Linked DNA regions of Mus musculus: region 1 is linked to region 2. The links are chromatin contacts, called in public Hi-C maps. All regions are on one chromosome and are shown on one strand. The core of a region is the stretch at or near the end of the contact, and the rest is flanking DNA. Distances in the headings are between cores, read along the strand shown. Region 1 has its middle 3.4 kb from the start of Gm52181. Region 2 has its middle 28 kb from the start of A4galt.

What was found. Hi-C and Micro-C count contacts between places; a contact is called where the count stands out from the background.
Region 1: a contact with region 2 is called in a Hi-C map of embryonic fibroblasts, with 2.3 times the contacts expected there. The contact joins two enhancer-like sites. A contact is called at or near these places in 1 of 15 datasets of contacts at CTCF or cohesin (the NIH/3T3 cell line), 11 of 484 Hi-C or Micro-C datasets (the G1E-ER4 cell line, the MNK3 cell line, the N1E-115 cell line and 7 more), 7 of 115 datasets of contacts at active chromatin or transcription factors (craniofacial prominence, embryonic hindbrain, embryonic stem cells and 3 more) and 1 of 9 other capture datasets (embryonic stem cells).

Annotation. Positions count from the first base shown.
Region 1 is chr15:83,479,753-83,483,053 of GRCm38.p6, forward strand. No RefSeq gene overlaps it. Among named protein-coding and RNA genes, the nearest start is that of Gm52181, 3.4 kb to the left of the region's middle. Within about 2 kb of position 1,644, at least 51 of the 459 cell types and tissues checked have an H3K27ac peak or open chromatin away from gene starts, as enhancers often do. A contact at or near this core is called in the NIH/3T3 cell line, bone marrow-derived macrophages, embryonic fibroblasts and 1 more, where this site is marked.
Region 2 is chr15:83,221,902-83,225,054 of GRCm38.p6, forward strand. No RefSeq gene overlaps it. Among named protein-coding and RNA genes, the nearest start is that of A4galt, 28 kb to the right of the region's middle. Within about 2 kb of position 1,855, at least 213 of the 459 cell types and tissues checked have an H3K27ac peak or open chromatin away from gene starts, as enhancers often do. A contact at or near this core is called in the NIH/3T3 cell line, bone marrow-derived macrophages, embryonic fibroblasts and 1 more, where this site is marked.

The sequences.
Region 1 (3,301 bases), core at 394-2,893, 260 kb after region 2:
GGGCCACCACTGCCCGGCTTCTTGTAAGATCTTAAATTGGTTTTATTTTACATCTAGGGTTCAGGTCTTAGTTAGGGTTTCATTGCTATGAAGAGACACCATGACCAAGGCAACTCTTATAAAGGACAACCTTTAACTGAGGCTGGTTTACAGGCTCAGAGGTTCAGTCCATTATCATCATGGTAGGAGGCGTGGCCGCATCCAGGCAGACATGGTGATGGAGGAGGAGCTGAGAGTTGCACATTTCGACCTGAAGGCATCCAGGAGACTGACTCTTCTGCACAGGGCAGGACTTGAGCACTAGGAACTCTCAGCCCAGCTACATAGTGAGACAATTCTTCCTAGGAGACCACACCTATTCCAGCAAGGCCACACCTCCTAATAGTGCCACATCTCATGGGCCAAGCATATTCAAACCACCGAAGTTAGAAAACACTTTATTCCATAAAATAGAATGTGACCTGGGCGAATGCTGTTTTTAACTTCAAAGCATTGTAGATACATTTGAGGCTAGGAAGACTCATACAAAAAACAAAACAAAACAAAAAAGTATTTTTCCCACAGGGAAAGGTTCCCAAGAGAGAAATGGGAAAACTGGGGCTCTGTCACCTCACAGCAGATCCTGAGAGGTCCCAGAGCACTTGGTTGACACAGCTCATGTTAAGTACCACAAGGAACACCTAGGTGCTGGGCCAGGGTCCCTATGGCAGGACATTCCTGCTCTGCAGAAGACCAGCTTAATGCCCCACCCCCACCCCATGGCCTGACACGGAGGCAAATGTATCGTCCAGAGACAGCGTGCTGGTTTATTGGGGGAAGGACGGCCCACAGCCCAGGCACAGAAGAGGTGGGTGAGTCTGAGGTTGCCGACACCGTGCAGGGAACCAGCCAGGCAGGAGCCTAGACCAGAGCGCCAAGCCAAGGACTGGCCCAAGAACAGGACTGTGGCAGAGTCACGTTGTAGAAAAAGCCTGTTAGACCCGTGTAGTCCCAAGACAAATGGTTACAGAGACTCAGGTACCAGAGGAGGGAGGCAGAGTGAGGGGGCTATCTCAGGGTCTAGGGGCCACAGCTCAAGCACCTTGCTGATGGGGAAGCAGGTAGACAGTAGATTAATCCTGGAATAGTTCACAAATGTCAGAAGTCATGCAAATAATCAGACACTCATCCAGATCTTGGGACCCACCCATTATAAGGGGAAAGTAACAGACTGTCATCCGGGACAGTCCCAAAGAGGGTGAGCACTTGAGCCCTGGGCTGGACAGTAAGCAGTACTGTTTCCCAGCTAATGGTTCCTCATGACCTGTTCTGACACCATGGGCTTCCTCCTGGCGTGTGTTCTGGAAGTTTGCAGAGGAAACATCTGCCGGAGAATATATCACCACAACAGTTTGCCTCTTACACATATCTATTCAGCACGGTCTCACACACACTAGCCACCGAGTCACCAACAAATCACCTATTGCTTATTCAAAATGGTGGAGCATCCTCCATCCTTCCACGGGTCAGCCTGCATGACCCGGGACCTCCCCCTCTTCCAGACCTCCAGACTGTAAGGACCACATAGGTCTAGAACTGCCAAAGCTTAGTGGGCGTCATCTACCCATTCACGGGTAGGGCAGAGGTGGGGCCATGAGCCATGCAACTCACTGTCTCAGGAGCAGGGCACATTGGAGCCAAACCACAGGAATGAGTGACATGAACCAGTTATAGCCTGCGTGTGCCCCTTGTTCCTTCTGAGGAAAATACAGCTAACCCCCATTCTGCAGTTGGGAGTCTGAGACGGGGTCTAGCCATGTAGCTCAGGTTGGCCTTGACCTTGTGTAGCTCAGGCTGACTTTGAACACATGCCAATTATCCTGCCCTAACCTCCTAACCGTGGAATTCCAGCCACATGTCACCGAATGCAAATGAGGACATGGCCATTCCGAGATGTGGTTGATGAGAAGGGGTGAGCACAGCCAGAGGGAGAGAGAGTCCAGAGCAAGGAGAGAAAGTAGTGGACTGAACTTGGCCGGTAGACTGAACGGGGCCACGAGGGGCGGGGGACAACTGAGAGAGGAAGAGGAGAGATGCGTGTGTTTGTTGGGGGCGGGGGACCAAGAGGACAAGGACAGTGTTTGGCTTAATGGCAGGGTTATATAGGAAAGAGAAGCTGGGAGGGAGTGGGGGAGGGGGTGGGGGTGGAGTGAAGCCCCTGGGTTGGAGAGGTTTAGGGTAGGGGTTGGGTGAGAAGAGCTGAGAGGAGCCACAGGTATTAAGTGAGCCTGACCACCCGGTGTGTGTGCTTTGGTGTGCTAACAGGAACCACAGTTAGTCATTTGTCCTGAGTTTCTTTGGGACCCAACAGTCACCACACCAGAATCTCTAATTTTATACTGTAAGAAACCAAAGTCCTGTGAGCCAATGGGACCACCCAGATCACAGCTAATAAGCACAGGTCTGTGTCCAGTCACCAACACACAGCACCTAAGTGGCCCACGGTACAGTGTCCTGCCTAACTGGAAAGTCACACAGGAAAATTGCCTGCCCCAACTGCAGCCTTTGCAGATCCTGATTGAACCCGCTGCATGACTGTGCCTCTCCTCTGACACGGCACCAGGCACACCAGGAGGACCTTTCCTTTACTAGCAGCGACATGATAAAAGCATGCATATTGGGTATGGAGACAAGGATTCACATAAGGTGAAATCTACTCTTGTCCTGCACAGCTAGACACAGGGGACAGGGCTGGGGCTAGGGCAGCTGGGGCTGGGGCTGGGGCTAGGGCTAGGGAGGCTGGGGCTGGGGCTAGAGCTAGGGCGGCTGGGGCTAGAGCTAGGGCGGCTGGGGATGGGGCTAGGGCTAGGGTGGTGTCAGGTGTGACTGTCAGAGAATCCCACTTGTGCTGGGTGGTGGTGGTGCATACCTTTAATCCCAGCAGATCAGCTTGGTCTACACAGCAAGTTCCAGGATAGCCATGGCTACATAGAGAAACCCTGTCTCGAAAGACTTAAAAAACAAAACAAACACTTCCCCATTTTCAAGCAGGGCTTATGTAGGTGGCAGCTGGTCCCCACATACTTTTCTGAGCCCCTGGTGTCCAGGGAGTTCCTTGTGAACTGCTGCAGGCTGCCAGCCAGCAGTGCCTACAAAGCCTGAGTCACAGCAACCTCCCCTTGGGATCTGTACCTGCTTCACTGGACCAGCCTCATCTCCAAACCAAAGTGACAGACACTGGTCCCCAGGAGCACAGCAGCAGGGGCCTTGTAAAGATAAACGCCTGTCTGCTCTGACAACGCCAGAGGGAACGAAACAAAGT
Region 2 (3,153 bases), core at 605-3,104:
TTTTCTTCAGTCCCTGTATAGGACGTGGTCATGTTAAATCACCCAGACAGGATGTGAGCAAATTTGGGTCATGCAACTGGATTATGTCCTTAAAGGCATCTGCCTTGAGGCTGGAGAAATGAAGTGCTCAGAGGTTAAGAGCACTGTCTGTTCTTCAGAGGTCCTGAGTTCAATTCCCACCAACCACATGGTGGCTCACAACCATCTGTAATGGGACCTGATACCCTTTTCTGGCCTGCAGGCATACATGCAGGCAGAATGTTGCATACATAATAAACAAATAGATAAATAAATAAATCTTTTTTTTTTTCTTTTAGATATCTGCCTTGGACTCTAGTGTCACCTTTTTGGTTGACTGGAAAGTGGTCATAGCTGAGTCCTCTACAAACCACAGCCCAGGGAGGGCTGAGACATAGCTGGCTCTGGACTGTGTGAGGCAGACATGGTCTTTCTCAAACCACTGGGCTTTTTGTTACTGCAGCTTCCTGAATACTGTCCCCAATCTGTCACGGATGTACATTAGATTCTCATCTGGTGCAGTGGCAGCTGGATGCCTCTGGGGTCTCGCTTACTTCTCTTTGGGTGTTGGAAGCTGATGGAGTTTGTGTTTTGTTGGTGAATTAAGGACATCAGGCCGGGCGTGGTGGCGCATGCCTTTAATCCCAGCACTCGGGAGGCAGAGGCAGGCGGATTTCTGAGTTCGAGGCCAGCCTGGTCTACAGAGTTCCAGCACAGTCAGAGCTATACAGAGAAACCCTGTCTCAAAAAACAACACACACACACACACACACACACACACACACAAGGACATCAGGAACGGCTTCTGGTCTTTACTTCACTGTCACCACCAAATGGCTTTCTCCTGCCCAGGCTCTACTGAAGTGCTTTATGCTGGCTGGCTTTATGATAACTGAACACAAAAGGAACATCATTTTGGAAGAAAAAAACCCTTCAATTGAGAAAATGCCTCTACCAGATTGGCCTGTGAGCCAGCCTGGGTGTATTTTCTTAATTAATGCTATTAAAGGGCTCAGCCTGTTAGGGGTGGGGCCATCCCTGGGCAGGCGGTCACTGGTTCCATAAGAGAGCATGTCGAGCTAGCCATGAGGAGCAAGCCAGTAAGCATCACACTTTCCATGGCCTCTGCATCAGTTCTTGCCTCCAGGTGGTTCCTGCCTTGTTTGAATTCTTGCCCTGACTTCTCTGGATGATGGACTACAAACTGAAAGATGAAATAGACCCTGTCCTCCCCAGGTCACTTTTGGTCATGGTGTTTATCACAGCAAGAGACCCTAAGTAGCTCCTGCTCGCTCCCTCTGCCACCCTGCTCCCGGAGAGATCACACTTGAATCATTGTTGCCCACTCCAGACCTCCACCCTCACAAAATTCCCAGCATGCCTAGCGCCCAACTGGGCCTAAGCAGAGATTTGTAAGATGTCCAGCAAGAAAGCAGACTTCCAGGAACGGGGCCCTCGGTGCTCATCAACCCTTGGCCTCTGTTTAGGCAGTCAGAGGGAGGGCGGTCCGATTTAATATTTAAACAAGAGGCTTAATGTTGATATAGCAGTCAGGGGAAATTAGTTCCCTAGCTAGCCCTGAGCTGCTGGGAAAGACTTTCCTGCTGGCCAGTGCCTGGCTGGCCAGCCTGGAATCTTCACTAGGTGACAGATCCATAGCTTGCCTTGGGCCCCTTATGGGTTCTGTCTCCCTCAGCCATGAACAAAAATATCTATAAGCCAACTAGCCAGTGAGAAACCACAGGGCTGAGGATCTGATTTCACGTCCTGTCCCCGGGACTGGTTCCACCCAGGCAACCCCTCCCTTTCCCATTCTCAGAATCCAGCTGTGTAGCAGCTCTGACCTCTCCCCCAGAAAGCAGCAGCTGGAGGTTGCCAGGGTAACCGCACTCTGGAGGGTTGGGCCAGGGCAGGGGAAAATGCTGGCAGGGTATCTAGAATCAGGCCCTAGCAGAGAGTAGGGTGAGGGGTCCCGCAGGGAGTTGTGTGTGAGGCAGGAGCTGAGGGTCTAGTCTGTGGGTCTGTGGGTGCATTGAAGTTTATACGAATGGCCAGCTCCCAGCCCACACAGCCCCACAAGCCTGCACTTATCTCTAAAATCACATAGGGTCTAGCCCGAACCTCCACTCCCTGATGTGGGAGATGGGATGTTAAAATGAAGGATTTGGGTGCACACAGTGTGGCTCCTTTGCTAGTGGCATCCATGCTGGGAACCAGCATAGCTCAGCTCCTGTTTTTCGAAAAAAAAACAGGAACAAGTCAAAACTGGCCCCAACTCAGAGGCTGGCAGCTGGCAGAGGGCTTTTAAGCTGGACACTAACCAAGACATCCCAGCCCAGGAAGTGCATGAAAGCGGCCAGTGATGGTGGATGCCGAGATTCCCCTCACCGGGCCTCAAAGCGTCTCTCTCATCTAGGAATGAGTCAGCCCTTCACTCCTGTCACCCAGGCCCCGTCTGCCTTTCTGCCAGTTCTCCAGGGTACACTGCTATTTCTGCTGTGCTGTATTTTGGTTGGCAGTTTATGGCAGCTGGAATAAGGTCCAGAGTGGAGTGGCTGGGCAAGACACAGGCTGTTTGGATGAAGGGTGGAAGAAGATGAAGAACCTCTCTGTTCACTTGCTAATTTGGATCTCTGCTTCTAGATATGGCCCAGCTAGGCATGACTTGAGGAAGGTCTGGGACCAGGGCTGCCTCCTGCATCCGTCAGGAAGGCCTGCCCACAGGACCTCAGAGAGGACTCTGCAACTGCTCTATCCACTGTGCGGAGGGGCCATGTGGCCAAGTCTCAGACCGATGCACCCAAAGGAGCAAGCAGTAGACTAAGACCAGCCCTTCTGAGCTCTCAGCTCTGCTGGGGATAAGATTTTGAGACCCTCACCCAGCTACATGGCATTCTGAGTCTGATCCTGGGAAGAACCCAGAGATGCACTTAGCCCAGTCTCACTTTCTAGGCCCTTTACTGAGACCGGCTGAGAGTCGGCTAAGCTGGGATTACCCCCAGGTGCTGAGGAGCTGGAGGAGGCTCAGTCCCAGAAGGCTTCCTAAGAGGCTGTCTGCATCGTAGGTGGTAATGATGGTTGGGAGAGGTTCTGCAGGCAACATGGCAGGAGTGTGGTGTCAAGATGCTACTATGA